Linked DNA regions of Mus musculus: region 2 is linked to region 1. A link is a contact called in public HiCAR-type data. All regions are on one chromosome and are shown on one strand. Each heading gives the region's core, a stretch centred on a gene start, on an enhancer-like site or on the middle of the called end of the contact. The rest is flanking DNA. Distances are from core to core; before and after follow the strand shown.

Region 1 (3,020 bases), core at 82-2,581:
GTAGAGGTCAGAGAACAACTGTATGGAGTTGGTTCTTTCCTTTTGCCTTTAAGCCGATTTCTGTGATCAGATTCATGTCATGGCATTTGAGTAGCAAGCACCTTTACCCACCAAGCCATCTTGCCAGCCTCTCATTGCTTCATGAAGCAGTATGAGTGTATGGTAGTTGTACATATGCATAAAGGATGCTTTAAGAGTTAACGAGAAACCACAATAACTTACTATTAGGTTAAATCATTCATTCAGAAATTGGACTCCTTCCTAGAATACTCATCCCAAAGCAAAAATTGTTCTTGGATTAAAACTCTGGGTACACTAGTGCTTTCTGGAGAAGCACACACTAGGCCGTCTTGATTCATACACCATTTTGAAATGCAAATCTGTCTCTGAGAGATGGCTCAGTATAAATCCACCTCCTTGCTAGAAAAAGGAAATGACGGACATTGATACAAGATCATACTTGAAAGGGTCAGCTTGTGGCAGCCATGATTCTTGGTGACCACCAGCAAGAAATTTGTCAACTAAACAAAAGGGGACCAGAGCCATGGCCACAGTTTAACTAGGAAGACGGTCAGTGACTTATCAAGCATATTGCTCTCCTGCCACGACTCACCCTGAACTTGCATGAAGCTCTGCAATGACACATGACCAATGATAATTCAAGACCTTTCTCTGGTTGTACATGGTAGAAATTACAACAGCCGGTTCCAAGCCTAAAATAAAGAACTGCACCAGTTTTGTTGAGCTGAAAAAAGAATTCGTTGGCTCATGTAAAAGATCACAGTTTAGTCTATTAGGATGAAGAAATTGACCTTGAGTAAAAACAAAATATATAATGTATTTTTAGTGTAGGAAATGTTATGTTTCTGTGATCATTTAATGGGACCAACTTAACCTTAAATAATCGTCATTCTGTTAATAAATACGTTGGAACCAGACTGGCAAGGAGAGTTTGAGAAATCCCCTAAGCTTGCTTGGCTTTTGTGTTAAATGATTTACCTTCATGGGGGAAAGTTGTGGGCACAAAAGCATGGGAATTTGTTTGCTATTGGACATTTGCCCTAAGCACATTTTGCAAAGAAAAGTCATTTGTGTATGGAAAAACAATATTCTGGTCAGGAGAAAGCGCCTATGTGTTTTGCAACCAGAAGAATCCTTACAGAGCTCCAGTTTGCCTGCCAATGTTACGAGGAGTCTTTAAAAAGTTAAAATAGCAGAGATTATAGAGTCCACATGTTGGCTGACCTGTTTGTTGTCCTTTCTGGAAGAGCTGTGAGAGTTGAGGGTACGCAGCGGGGTGGGGTTCCAGTAGGTGGGTCACAGGGGGTTGGGTTCACATTTGGTTGTTTTCCATGATTCCATTAAATGAGAACTGATGGAAGCCCTGGAATAAGACTGGGAACATCTTTCTGGCACTTCTGAACAAGAGTCACTTGACCAAGAATTATCCCATGACACAATTGCGGAAATAACAATACGCACGAGCCCGAGACTGTACCGCAGTCAAGTGCTGCACGTCTCTATACCAAGAGGACTGCGTCTACCTCCCTGATCTCCCCTCTCTCTCAGCGGGGCATCTGGGTCACAGGGCTGGGCTCTCCTTACCCCCTTGTTATATTTGTATCCCTCTTCAGCTCCAGTCTGAAAACCCACTCCACCCCGTTGTCAGACCGTTCTTCTGGCCTCCGTGGGCTTGCCGGCACACATGACCATTCATAGACACACATGCATTGTTTTAAGTGTAAAATGTTATCATTTAAAATATCTTGTTAACACACACAAATATAACAAAGTAATGGTGAATTCATACAGGCGTATTACCGCCCTCTATTATTCTGTTTTAATCTTTCCATTTCCCCTTAAATCACCAAGAGTTATTCTAAGTCAGCTCTCTGTTTCTAGAACTAAGAAATGGTTTCCATCTTTGACCAATTTTATGAGAAAGATTGTCTTGAGCCTTGATTTTGCATTTTGGGTTGTTTTTTTTGGTCTCAGTGACCCCTGCGGGCATTTAAAACATATACTTTAGTTCCTCACAGTCCAAATACTTTTTAAGGGGTAATTTCTGCCTACTAATGTTGCCTAGCAACATAGGAAGCATGCCACCTTATAGAGATGTTGACTGAAAGTCTGGGCATCGAAGTGAAGAGAAAATTCCAGCACCATATCTGATGGGCTGTGTACACCAGCTCCTTGGATTTGGCTCTGTGAGTTATGAGAACATACCAGAAATACTTGCTTCAAAATCGTAATGCTAGATACCTATTTCCCCCACAATCTGAGAGATCCCGGAGGATCCCGGAGAGCCTTGCAAAGCTATGTATCTTTAGCATCTAAGCCCTGTGCCAGAGGCATTGTGAACTCCGAGGAAGTGGATCTTGACTAAAGGAAAACTGAATTGAGTAATTCCACTGCAGAATGACAGAGTCTGGGATTGTCACAGCTGAAGCTGTGATGCCCTGGCCAGCAACTAGGAGGGAGGGAAGGAATTCACTTCAAAAACATGAAAACCTTTGTGCCCCTTCCATCTCTGGCCTCACTCAGCATGTTTTTCTTGAATCCATCCATTGGTAGATAGCTGTTTCTTTATTTTAGTTTATTTTTATTTTTATTTTTATTGTGTATGGGTGTTTTGCCTGCATGCATTTCTGTATGCCACCTGCACTCAATCCAGGAGGAGGCCACAAGGAGTCCCCTGGAGCGGGAGTTACAGATGGTTGTGAACGGTCGTGTAGGTTCTAAGAACTGAACCCAGATCCTCTGTCACAGCAGCCAGGGTGCTTAGGTGCTCACCCATTCTTTGCATTTCTGAAGAGTTGATTTGTTAGTTCTACATCCGTTCTAGATGTGAACAGCTAGAAATCAATAATTTGCTGCTGTTTGATTGCAGAATAGATAAGGTCAAATAGATGAAACAGAGAGAGCTTGTACCCAACCTTTCCCCTTTTTTGTCTTCCTGACAATCACATGATGATAATACCTTGAGCCTTCAAGAAGTATTGTGGGAGGTCTGAGGCTAT
Region 2 (3,056 bases), core at 513-3,012, 130 kb before region 1:
ACTTAGGGATTAAGACAGCATGATTTGTTATTTCATGGCTCTGTAGGTCGGCTGGAGTCTGTTGGGTCCTTTCCAGTGGTGTCAGCTGGGGTCAGCCACATGGCTGCATTCAGCTAGGAGCTCCGCGAGGGTTGGAACACCCAAGATCATAGACACACATATTTGGCATCTCAGTTAAAAAGGCTCCAGTGGCCAGGAACTGCTTGAGCCTCCCTTACTCCACGTGCCAACATGCCAACAAGTCTAACACAAACTTTTTTCCGTGATCTCTAGATATATACACTTTGAATGAAAACAGAATTTGTAAGTCTTTTTCAAGCTGGTTTCAGAAATTTCAGAAAACTGTTCCCACTGCATTGCGTTAGTCAAAACAATTTGTAAAATGTTACCTATGAGTCCATAGGTAGGGAACTAGTCTTCATCTTGATGGCAATATACCATTTGTGTAAGGCATGGGAAAAATTGTTGGAAGACATCTTTGTCAACAACCTACCATTTGCTGGACCTTTTTGTCCTCAAGCCTACTGTGAACAATTAAATTCCAGGTCATCAACTAAATAAAAACACTGCAGACTTCACAATGTAGCATCTAGGAAGATAATTCTTAAGGATCTACTATGTGCTAACTTCCTAGTGTGAGGGACACTGAAGAAAATTACCCTTAACTCAGCATGTTTGTTGATGGGCTGACTTGCCAAGGTGAAATTCCAGGAATTTCATCAAATCACATGAAGAAGAGTTCCCATCGACATCACTACACTTTTAGGACAAAGTACTTTCTCCTTTGGCACCTCTTCCTTTATGGGGGTCATAGTCCTTTTGCTTTTTATGGAAAACGAGGCCTTAGAATAAACGAATAGAGACTAATAGCTATCCATTAAGGCAAGTTTGTTATGAAAGGTGAGGAGAGCTCCTTCTTATCCTGTTAATTATTGTGTGATAGTCTTCAGTCCATCACACGCCACAGAAATAAGTGTTCGCTGCTGTGTCACAGGCACACAGGAACATCCCTTCTACTTGCATGCTTCCCAAGTCCGATGATGCTTCAAGGAGACTACCCTGTTGTCACAAACCCAAAGCCAGAGCTCAAATTGATTTGGCTCTAAACATATTTAGGACTAGAAAGAGGGAGGAAGCCCTTAAGAACACATGTGGAAACCGAAGTTTGTGGGCCCTTTAATTCAGTTCTGTAGTGCCCTTGCTGAGTGCTAGCCTTCCTGAGTCACCACTGGCTATTTCTGCCAGATCTCTTCCAAGATTCTGGTTCCTTCGCAACAGGTGTACCTTTCCCTTTCTCCAGCCCAGATCTCGATCCAATCCCTCAAGGATGAAGGGAATCACAGAGGGGTGTTAGAGACTGGCAGCAGCTCTGTTACCTTCCATCAAAAGGCATTGCTTTTGGTTCTCAGAGCAGAATCAACCCCCAAAGTCACAATGCTCAAATACTGTGGAGCAAAGGATGGAAGAAAATGTCCCAATGTCCAGCCTCTGCTCCGGCTCCCTCCAGTTTTACATGCACAGCCTTTATTTGCACATCAAATGCATTTGACTATTTCGTAAACCCTACTTGCTCCTGGAAACTTTCTTTTTGTAAGGCTTAGTGAATGGATGTCAAGAGACACATCCAAAGAGAGCACTTAATTCCTTGTGGAAACAGGCCATCGAAACGCCCTCGTTTGTTTGAGTCAGAGGCCTCTCTACAGAACGTCGGGTTCTGGGAATTGATCAAATCCAAGAGCATGGGAGGCAGATGAGGTCAAGGTCGCTGCAGCCCTGCATGGCTAGGAATCAGCTAACTGTTGCTGTGTGGGTTTCTTTTAATGATGTGCAGTGGGCTAATAAACAGAACATGCTCGAGTTTTGGAAAATGAATGAAGCCTAGTACTGGAAGACTCTTGGGTGGAGTGTGCTAAACCTCTCCTGAGCCAGGGATGGGACCTCTGAGGTTTCTCGTGGAAACTGTAATATTTGTGGATTCTAAAATAGAGAAATTGGCCAAATCTTAGAAGCTAAATGCGAGTGACTCATCTGGGTTAGGTACCTCCCAGGCCACATAAACAACTCTGGGCCATTGTCAGTGCTGGAAATGTCCTTAGGTGAGCTCTGACAATTAGGTTTCAATTTTTAGTGACTGTGGCAGAATTGACTGTACTGACTCTTTGCTCCTTGGTTGTAAAACCAGTGATAAATAAGAGTGTCCTCCTCAAATATGACAGAAAGAAGTGGGGGCTCTGTAGCCATCTGAACATGTGGCACATAGCTCTGCCCTCAGACTTCGCTATATGCATTGGATACAGGTATATGTATATGAGCTATGTTAAATGCTATGTTCACTTTAGACAACAGCAGCTGGACAGAGGTGCCAGCAATGGTAGTGGAATGAAACCTGCCTCCCCTCCACCTGCCTTCCCCCTCCTCAGGGTGAATCTTGCAGGTTTATCTCATTGTTGTAACAACCAAATCACTCCCTTAGCAATGTGGTGGTATTCTAAATATACATCTTGTGACCAGTGAGAAGAGGAGGCCCAACATCATGTGAACTGTTAAGAAAGGATAGTTTAACCTTTCTGTGGGCTGGAAATGAAGACTTCAGGTACCCACTCACCTAATCACCCAGTCATGTCTTTAATGAGTACCAGTTGTCTATGCTCCAGGAGTGACACCTGGGAGCTCTCTCTAGGTAACGCAATAGTTTCATGCATCTTTGTCAATTTCCTCTGTGTATTCTGGATGACTGCCCAGCCAGACATGTATATGTCTTCATGACAGACTATGAAATAGGCAAAGACCATGCTGTGTAAGGGACAAACTCCAAGGCTGAAGCAGCAGAGGCTCCATGCGATCCTCTGGATCCTCTGGAGTGAATGTTTCAAGGAAATCAGTACCTAATCCTTGAAGGGACTCAGCCAGTGCCCAGCAATAACAGTACATTCTCCATTCCCGATGACGAGAGACACTCAACGGATACCGCAGTACTGACACAGATTCAGAGAGCAGTTTCCTTAAAGGGCGGCAAGTCCGTATGCTCTTTTAGGATAAAAGGGAATTAATCAGCC

Evidence for each region. HiCAR-type assays count read pairs that join an accessible place to other places.
Region 2: a HiCAR-type map of fibro-adipogenic progenitors shows a contact between it and region 1, with 2.7 times the contacts expected there. The contact joins two enhancer-like sites. A contact is called at or near these places in 1 of 15 datasets of contacts at CTCF or cohesin (embryonic stem cells), 11 of 484 Hi-C or Micro-C datasets (embryonic fibroblasts, embryonic stem cells, myocytes and 4 more) and 1 of 115 datasets of contacts at active chromatin or transcription factors (fibro-adipogenic progenitors).

Annotation. Positions count from the first base shown.
Region 1 is chr1:185,687,007-185,690,026 of GRCm38.p6, reverse strand. No RefSeq gene overlaps it. Among named protein-coding and RNA genes, the nearest start is that of Gm35023, 70 kb to the right of the region's middle. Within about 2 kb of position 1,331, at least 3 of the 459 cell types and tissues checked have an H3K27ac peak or open chromatin away from gene starts, as enhancers often do. A contact at or near this core is called in fibro-adipogenic progenitors, where this site is marked.
Region 2 is chr1:185,821,142-185,824,197 of GRCm38.p6, reverse strand. No RefSeq gene overlaps it. Among named protein-coding and RNA genes, the nearest start is that of Gm35023, 200 kb to the right of the region's middle. Within about 2 kb of position 1,762, at least 5 of the 459 cell types and tissues checked have an H3K27ac peak or open chromatin away from gene starts, as enhancers often do. A contact at or near this core is called in fibro-adipogenic progenitors, where this site is marked.